Regions from separate parts of the Mus musculus genome. Here region 1 is linked to region 2. The links are chromatin contacts, called in public Hi-C maps. All regions are on one chromosome and are shown on one strand. Each heading gives the region's core, a stretch centred on a gene start, on an enhancer-like site or on the middle of the called end of the contact. The rest is flanking DNA. Distances are from core to core; before and after follow the strand shown. Region 1 has its middle 16 kb from the start of Ctsl. Region 2 holds the start of Prxl2c (peroxiredoxin like 2C).

Region 1 (3,655 bases), core at 796-3,295, 73 kb before region 2:
GAGGACCCCCAGAGTCAGGTTCTAAGGGTTTAGAAAGGCAACCAGGAGGGACTTGAGACATGGCTCAGCAATTAAGAACACTGCTTTTCAAGAGGACCTGAGTTCAATCCCAGCACCCACATGACAACTGTCTGTAACTCCAGTTCCAAGGGATCCAACACCCTCACACAGATACACATGCAAGCAAAACACCAATGCATATAAAATAAAAGTAATTTAAAAAGAAAGACAATCAGGTATTGTGGCTCCTGCCTATGATCCTATCGCTTAGGAGGAAGAGGCAGGGAGATTAGGAGTTCACAGTTACCTTGGCTATGTAGTGTTTCATTTTTAAATTTCCAAATATTATACCATTTTGTTTATGTGGGTTAATTCATTATTACATTTTGTTTACCTATGTCTATGCATGGCTCCATACATGCCATGGTGTGCACGTGGAAGTCAGAGGACAATGTTTAGTAATAAGTTCTCTCCTTCCATTATTTGGACTCTGGGGGTTGAACTCACAAGAGCCTTTAGCTGCTAAGACATCTCACCAGTCCTGAGCCTATTGAATTTGAGAACAGCCTGAGCCACATGAGACCTTGTCTCAAAACAAAAACTACAAAGGGGCCAGGCGTGGTGGCGCACACCTTTAATCCCAGCACTTGGGAGGCAGAGACAGGCCGATCTCTGAGTTCGAGGCCAGCGAGGTCTACAGAGTGAGTTCCAGGACAGCCAGGACTACACAGAGAAACCCTGTCTCATAAAAACAAAACAAAACAAAACAAAAAAAAACTACAAAGGGATTTGGAAAGGGCTTTGTTAACCACATAACTAAACTCTCCAAAATCCTTTTATAATTTCTCTGACTGAGGGTAATATAAAATCAGTGATCACTAAATCTAAAGAGATTTAGTGCCCAGATTCCAGGGGAGATTTCTTGGATTAAGAAATTGAAATCTTAGAAAACACCATGAGGAAATTCTAGGGCTGGGCGAGGCGATAACATTATGAGAACCTGAGTTTGAGTCCCGAGAATCTACATAAAACCCAGACATAATGAGGTGCATCTGGAAGCCCAGTTTTCTCATGCCAGTAGTTCCTGGTCCAAGCACTTTTGGTAAGCACTGGAGTTGAACCAAAACCATTTTCTTCCATTGTCACCAATTTCAAATTACCCTAATTTCAAATTCCTCCTTACTGTTTTACACCCTCTTCATTTCTTCCTTGTGTTAGATTGAAAAAGCATGGAAAGAAAAGACAACACTAATTTGCTCCATAGGGCTGCGGATATAGTTCAGTCAGTAGAGGGCTTGCCTAGCATGCACAGAACCCTGAGCTCCAGACTCAGAACCGCATAAACTAGGGATGCTGATATATGCTTGTCAACCCAGCACTTGAGAGGTGGATCAGAAGTATGAGACTATTCTCAGGCCATATAACAAGTTCGAGGCCAGCCTAGGGTCCATGAGGTCTTGTCTCAAAAATAAGCAGGCAGACAAACATCAGCTTGTTACCATGTCTTCCTGAGGAGCATACTCAAGCTTCCTAGAGGACTTAAACAGGAACACACCGGTTTAAAAGCAGATCCCGTGTCTTTAGCCTGTCCTGAAGACAAGATGGATGTTCGCCTGACACAGTGTGCTTGGTGGCTGGGCACTGTGGCTGGCTGGTGCATATAGCAGTTTGTGTGGGAAAACACCAGAAGAGAATGCCACACCAATTACCCGTTACAGCTTAACCAAGTAGGCTAGATTTTCCCCCCAGGAGACCTGGGCAAGGCTCTCAGTGACAGAGGGGTCACCATAGCCCCTCCTAGTACCAGCAGGAGAAAGAAGAGAAATGGGGGCCAGGGTTCAGGCAGCTCCTGGTGCTGGATAAGAATGGAGAGACCTCTGCCTGTGTCAGGTTTCCTGTTCCACAGACCTACCCTAGGGTGCTCTTCTCACTAAGAATTGGAAGTAGCCACTCTGGAGTTGCCCTGCCCCCCACCCCACCAAGTGTCCATAGTTCAAGCAGCACAGCATGATGAGGTCAGAGTTCTTCTGTCTGCTGACCACGTTGGGTGTCTGATCCCAGTGTCAGGTGAATAGAGATAACAACAGGGGCTGGAGCCTATAACCTCTGCTGAGTAAACCACACATGAATGAGAGACACGGAGGGAGCAGGGGTGAAGCATTTGTTCTATCCTTGCCACCCCTGCTCTGAGGACCTCACTTCTGTGGGCACTGGTGAGATTCAGAACAGGAGAGCACAATAGGTGATCCCCTAAGCAACTTGCTTTCTGACAGGAAGAAATAGCACCTCGTGGCCATACTCCAGCCACCGGATGGAGAAGCATAGGCAAGAAGCTTTAGAAAAACTAAAAGTAACTTTCAAATCACTCACTGACTTTAAAAAATGAACTTACTTAAAAACATAAATTTAAAATGAGATCAATGACCCAATAGAAAATGTACAAACAAAACAAAACAAAACAGGAACAGACTTGGTTTCTTTTGTTTTTTAGTTTTCAAAACAGGGTTTCACTGTGTAGCCCCAGTTGTCCTGGAACTTGCTTTGTGGATCAGGCTGGCCTTGAACTCACAGAAATCCACCTGCCTCTGCCTCCTGAATGCTGAGATTAAAGGTGTGTACCACCATTGCCCAGACAGCCTTGGTTTTTCAGAAATCCGAAGATAATATGAAATAATACACTACTGATACCACATGGGTCTCAGAAGCATCGTGTAAATCAAAGTATGGCCAAGGATACACACTGATCATGTCTGTCCTTCCTTCCTTCTTTCCTTCTTTCCTTCCTTCCTTCATTTCTTTTTTTTTGAAGTAGTCTCACATAACCTGTACTAGTCTTAAACCTGATATACAGCTCAAGGTGCCTTTTGAACTCATGATCCTCCTGCCTCTACCTCCCAAGTGCTGGGATTTCAGACATGCGTCACTCTGCCTGCCTATATGAAATTCTAATAAAAGCTAAGCTAAGGACCCCAAAGACTGTTCCAATAGTTAGAAGCATTTGCTGCCCTTCAAGAAGACCTCAGTTCAGTTCCCAGAAACCATGTTGGGCGGTTCATACCTTCCTGTAACTCCAGCTCAAAGAAATCCAACTTCCTCTTCTGGACCCTGAGCACTTACACACAGATGGCACACATGCACACATGCACACACGCACACACACACACCTGATAAAACTAAAATTTAATATGAAGCAGAAACAAAAGCAAAGCTAGAGAGATGGAGAGGAAATGGGGTGAAGGGGAATATTTGGAGTGGAGTTTCTTAACATGATTGTGATAGTTACACAAGTGTGTATGTATTTTAAGTATTGGAAACTTATTGAAACATGTACTCAAAATTGGTGAATGTTGTATGTAAGCTATATCTCAATACAGCCTACTGAAGCAACCACATGTATAATCCGACAAAGGTCCCAGGAGAACATCGGGCTCAGTGCCTTTCATATTTTATAAATGGAGAAACTGATGCTAGGAGAGGGGTTATAATTATTTAAAGTCATACACCCCTGTGCACCAGTGGTTCTCAACCTTCCTAATGCTGCAACCCTTAATACAGTTCCTCATATTCTGCTGATCCACAAACATAAAATTATAACTGCAATGTCAGTACTACTATAAATCATACTGTAAATATTTGATATGTAGGACATTTGATA
Region 2 (3,366 bases), core at 433-2,932:
TGACAAGTGATACTTCCACAGAGTACATGAGATTATCCCTACATTCTACAGTTAAAGTGCTTTGTTTATTAGAAAGAAACTGGGTCAGGACATAGCTCTGCTTACCTACTGCCAAGCCTGACAACCTGGATGCAATCTCTTGTGCCCCACGTGATGGAAGGACAGAACTGACTCCCACAAGTTGTCCTCTGATCTCTACACAGGTAGTGTCACAATGTGCCCACATGCGCACATACAGTAAGTACAATACAAATTCTTAGACAGAGGAATACAGAGCTGACTGAAGTAAAAATGCAAAATTTGTTACCGAGATCAAAGGTTGACTCAAATAGAACCCACCTACAGGATAGAAGCCTTAACTGTGTTAGGAATTCTTTCTTGTATGCACTCTTTGTGCGTGCTTTATTTGTTTCTGTGGTCTCCTTTGAAGAAACAGGCATAGAAGGGACTTACTGCTCTGCCTACAATGACTGGTCCTGATTACTGAGGAGAACAGGGGACTAAGGAAGTGTCTGGAAAACAGGCTGTCCCATAGAATGTTTAAAGACAATGGAAATGAGTTTGGTCACTGTATCGGGTAAAGACCCACAACCAGCTGAAGTGGCTTCTCTGGGAAAAGGGAATACAGAATGGGAAATGTAAGGCGGTGATTACAAATGCCAGGTGCTGGGCCTGGGAGATGGCACTGTAGATAAATGCACTTGCCATGAGTTCAATATTTGGGATCCACACGATGGAAGCAGAGAGCCAACTTCCAAAAGTCCTTCGACTTCCACACACAAGAGGAACTTGTATATACCCACAAAGAGACAACACACACACACACAAAATAAATAAAATGTAATTTAAGTTTTATTTGTTATTTTTTTTTTTTTTGAGACAGGGTTTCTCTGTGTAGTCCTGGCTGTCCTAGACCTGTCTTGTAGACCAGGCTGGCTTCGAATTCAGCCATCTGCCTGCTTCTGCCTCCCAAGTGCTGGAATTAAAGCGTGCACCACCACAGCCTCAGCTATTAATCTAAAAATTTTAATGAACTGTTATTTTTAATTTCTTCCTCCCCACCCACTCCTCCTCTGTCTCTCTCTCTCCATTCCTCTGTCACTCTTTCTGTGTGAGTGCAGATGCCTGCAGAATCCCCAAGAAAGTGTCAAGAGTTACAGGCAGTTATGAACATTTGATGTGGGAACTGAGAATCTAACTTGGGTCCTCTTTCAGAGCAGTAGGCACTCTGAACAGTGCCTACTGTGGGTGCCAGAGTATCAGATACCCTGAGACTAGAGTTGTGAGCTGCTATGTGGATGCTGGAAACTGAACCCCCTGGTTCTCTACCAGATAAGCCAGGGCTGTTAACCCCTGATCTATCTTTCCAGTCCTTCTTCAGCATTTCCTGTGTTACGACTGTAAAGAATATGATTTTTATTGGAAAGTGTTGTAGGCAGTAGAAAGAGGGAGTGCCTCAGCCGCACCTCCCATAGCACTGTCCCCTCCCTTGGTATTCAAACTGGAAGAACGGTTTGGAGTGTTTTCCTTCTGTAGCTCCGTAGCGTCCCTTGTGGCCACGCCTCCGAAGGGTCGGCCCCGCGTGGCCCCGCCTCCAGTCCCCTCCTCACCCTCGTGACCCCGCCTTTCCAGTCTCAGCCCCGCCCCTCCCCCTTAACCCCGCCCCCCGCGGTCGGTGGCTGACCTGAGCGGTCGCCCTCCTCCGCGATGGCCGCGCCGGTGACGCGGCAGGTCAGCGGCTGCGCAGGCCGGGTCCCGAGCCCGGCTGGCTCGGTCACAGAGCGCGGGCAGCCGCTAGCGGCCGCCGTAGCGGAGCTGCCCGTGCTGGACGCGTCTGGGAGACGGGTGACGTTCGGAGCGCTGTTCCGAGAGCGGCGAGCCGTGGTGGTGTTTGTGAGGGTGAGCACGGGTAGGGCGGGAGGGGAAGTGCCTCTCGTTGGCCGCCCAGATCCTGGGCCGCGGCGGGTGCAGCACCTCGCCTGGAACCGACCGCCCGGACCTTCTGGAACCTGGCTGCTACCTTGTTGACGTGCTCTTCTGCATGGTTGCCTTTCAGCATTTCTTGTGTTACGTCTGTAAAGAATATGTCGAAGATCTGGCCAAAATCCCCAAGAGCGTCCTCCGAGTAAGTTTCCCGAGTGAGCAACAGCGGCCGATGCAGTGGGGGTGAGCTGTGGGTGGGTGGCCCCTCCTTCATCCTCTGGGGCTGCTGAGACCCACGGGGGTCTATTTCTGTCCTAATGCGCTCTTTTGCGCCCTCTTGGGATCGGACTACCATAATTTTACCTGGTAAAAATGCCTGTGTCAAAATGTTGCGTAAGAACGCAAAAAATCAAAACACAGACAGCAACTGTGTTTACAACCCAAATAGTAATCCATTATAGGAAAATGTAACGTATATTAAAAGTGCAGCTTTGCGTTTTTCTTCAGTCGCCAGAAGAGCTTTGTAACTGAAGACACTGGGCATTTGTAAAACTAAGATCTATTTTCAGCACACATTTACAGGATGAGTGAGGAAAAAATTAAAAACTTCTGCCTGCCCTTCTATTCCTTTTGTTTATAATACACTGAAGCATCTTTGCGTTGTAAACATTTTTAATATTGTTGGCATAAGTTACTCAGCATAAAGAGAAATGGGTCTCGTGATATTTTCATACATGCCTATTCTGTTATTATATGTGGTCACCCCTTCTTGCTGCTTCCCTCCTCCAGAGCCACACTGGTCATCTTTGTCTTCTTAATATTCCTTTACCCTCTCATTCCCTCATGCATCTAGACCTCATCCTCACAACACCCTTTCTACTCTACATAAATATGTGCATATAAACTTAAGCCTAGTTCTGCATGTGAGAGAAAACAATACTATATTTGTCTGTCTGTGGCTTGTTTGACTTGGCATAATGTCCATTTCCACTCATTTCCTGCAGTTCATAAACATTACCTCATTCTTCATAACTGATTACATTTCCCAGTGTGTGTGTATGTGTGCGTTTATGTGTGTATGTGATGTGGGGGGTTGTTGTTGTTGGGTTGTTTGGGTTTTTTTTGTACATGCATCTGCTGGCAGATACCCACACTGGTTCTGTATTGTGAATAATGAAGCAATAAACATGATGTGTATGTGCTTACAAAGAACATATAAAGATTATTTTATTTATATGAGTACACTGTCACTGTCTTCAGAAACACCAGAAGAGGGCATCCTATCTCATTACAGATGGTTGTGAGCCACTATGTGGTTGCTGGGAACTGAACTCAGGACCTCTGGAATAGCAGTCAGTGTTCTTAACCATTGAGCCATCTCTCCAGCCCTCACAAAGAACATTTAAAGTAGATGGCTTTTGGTGATTTTGGAGTAGCACATTA

What was found. A called contact is a pair of places that touch in the nucleus more often than the background predicts.
Region 1: a contact with region 2 is called in a Hi-C map of liver, with 4 times the contacts expected there. The contact joins the enhancer-like site here to the promoter of Prxl2c in region 2. A contact is called at or near these places in 12 of 39 promoter capture datasets (3T3-L1-derived adipocytes, cranial neural crest, embryonic stem cells and 7 more), 1 of 15 datasets of contacts at CTCF or cohesin (CD8 T cells), 63 of 484 Hi-C or Micro-C datasets (B cells, CD4 T cells, CD8 T cells and 45 more), 15 of 115 datasets of contacts at active chromatin or transcription factors (CD8 T cells, bone marrow-derived macrophages, differentiating embryonic stem cells and 9 more) and 4 of 9 other capture datasets (adipose tissue, liver, macrophages and 1 more).

The regions. Positions count from the first base shown.
Region 1 is chr13:64,384,586-64,388,240 of GRCm38.p6, reverse strand. No RefSeq gene overlaps it. Among named protein-coding and RNA genes, the nearest start is that of Ctsl, 16 kb to the right of the region's middle. Within about 2 kb of position 2,045, at least 11 of the 459 cell types and tissues checked have an H3K27ac peak or open chromatin away from gene starts, as enhancers often do. A contact at or near this core is called in liver, where this site is marked.
Region 2 is chr13:64,311,026-64,314,391 of GRCm38.p6, reverse strand. Prxl2c (peroxiredoxin like 2C) reads left to right here and starts at 1,682. Exons shown (of 6, transcript NM_025370.3): 1 at 1,682-1,899; 2 at 2,057-2,125. The coding sequence starts at 1,708.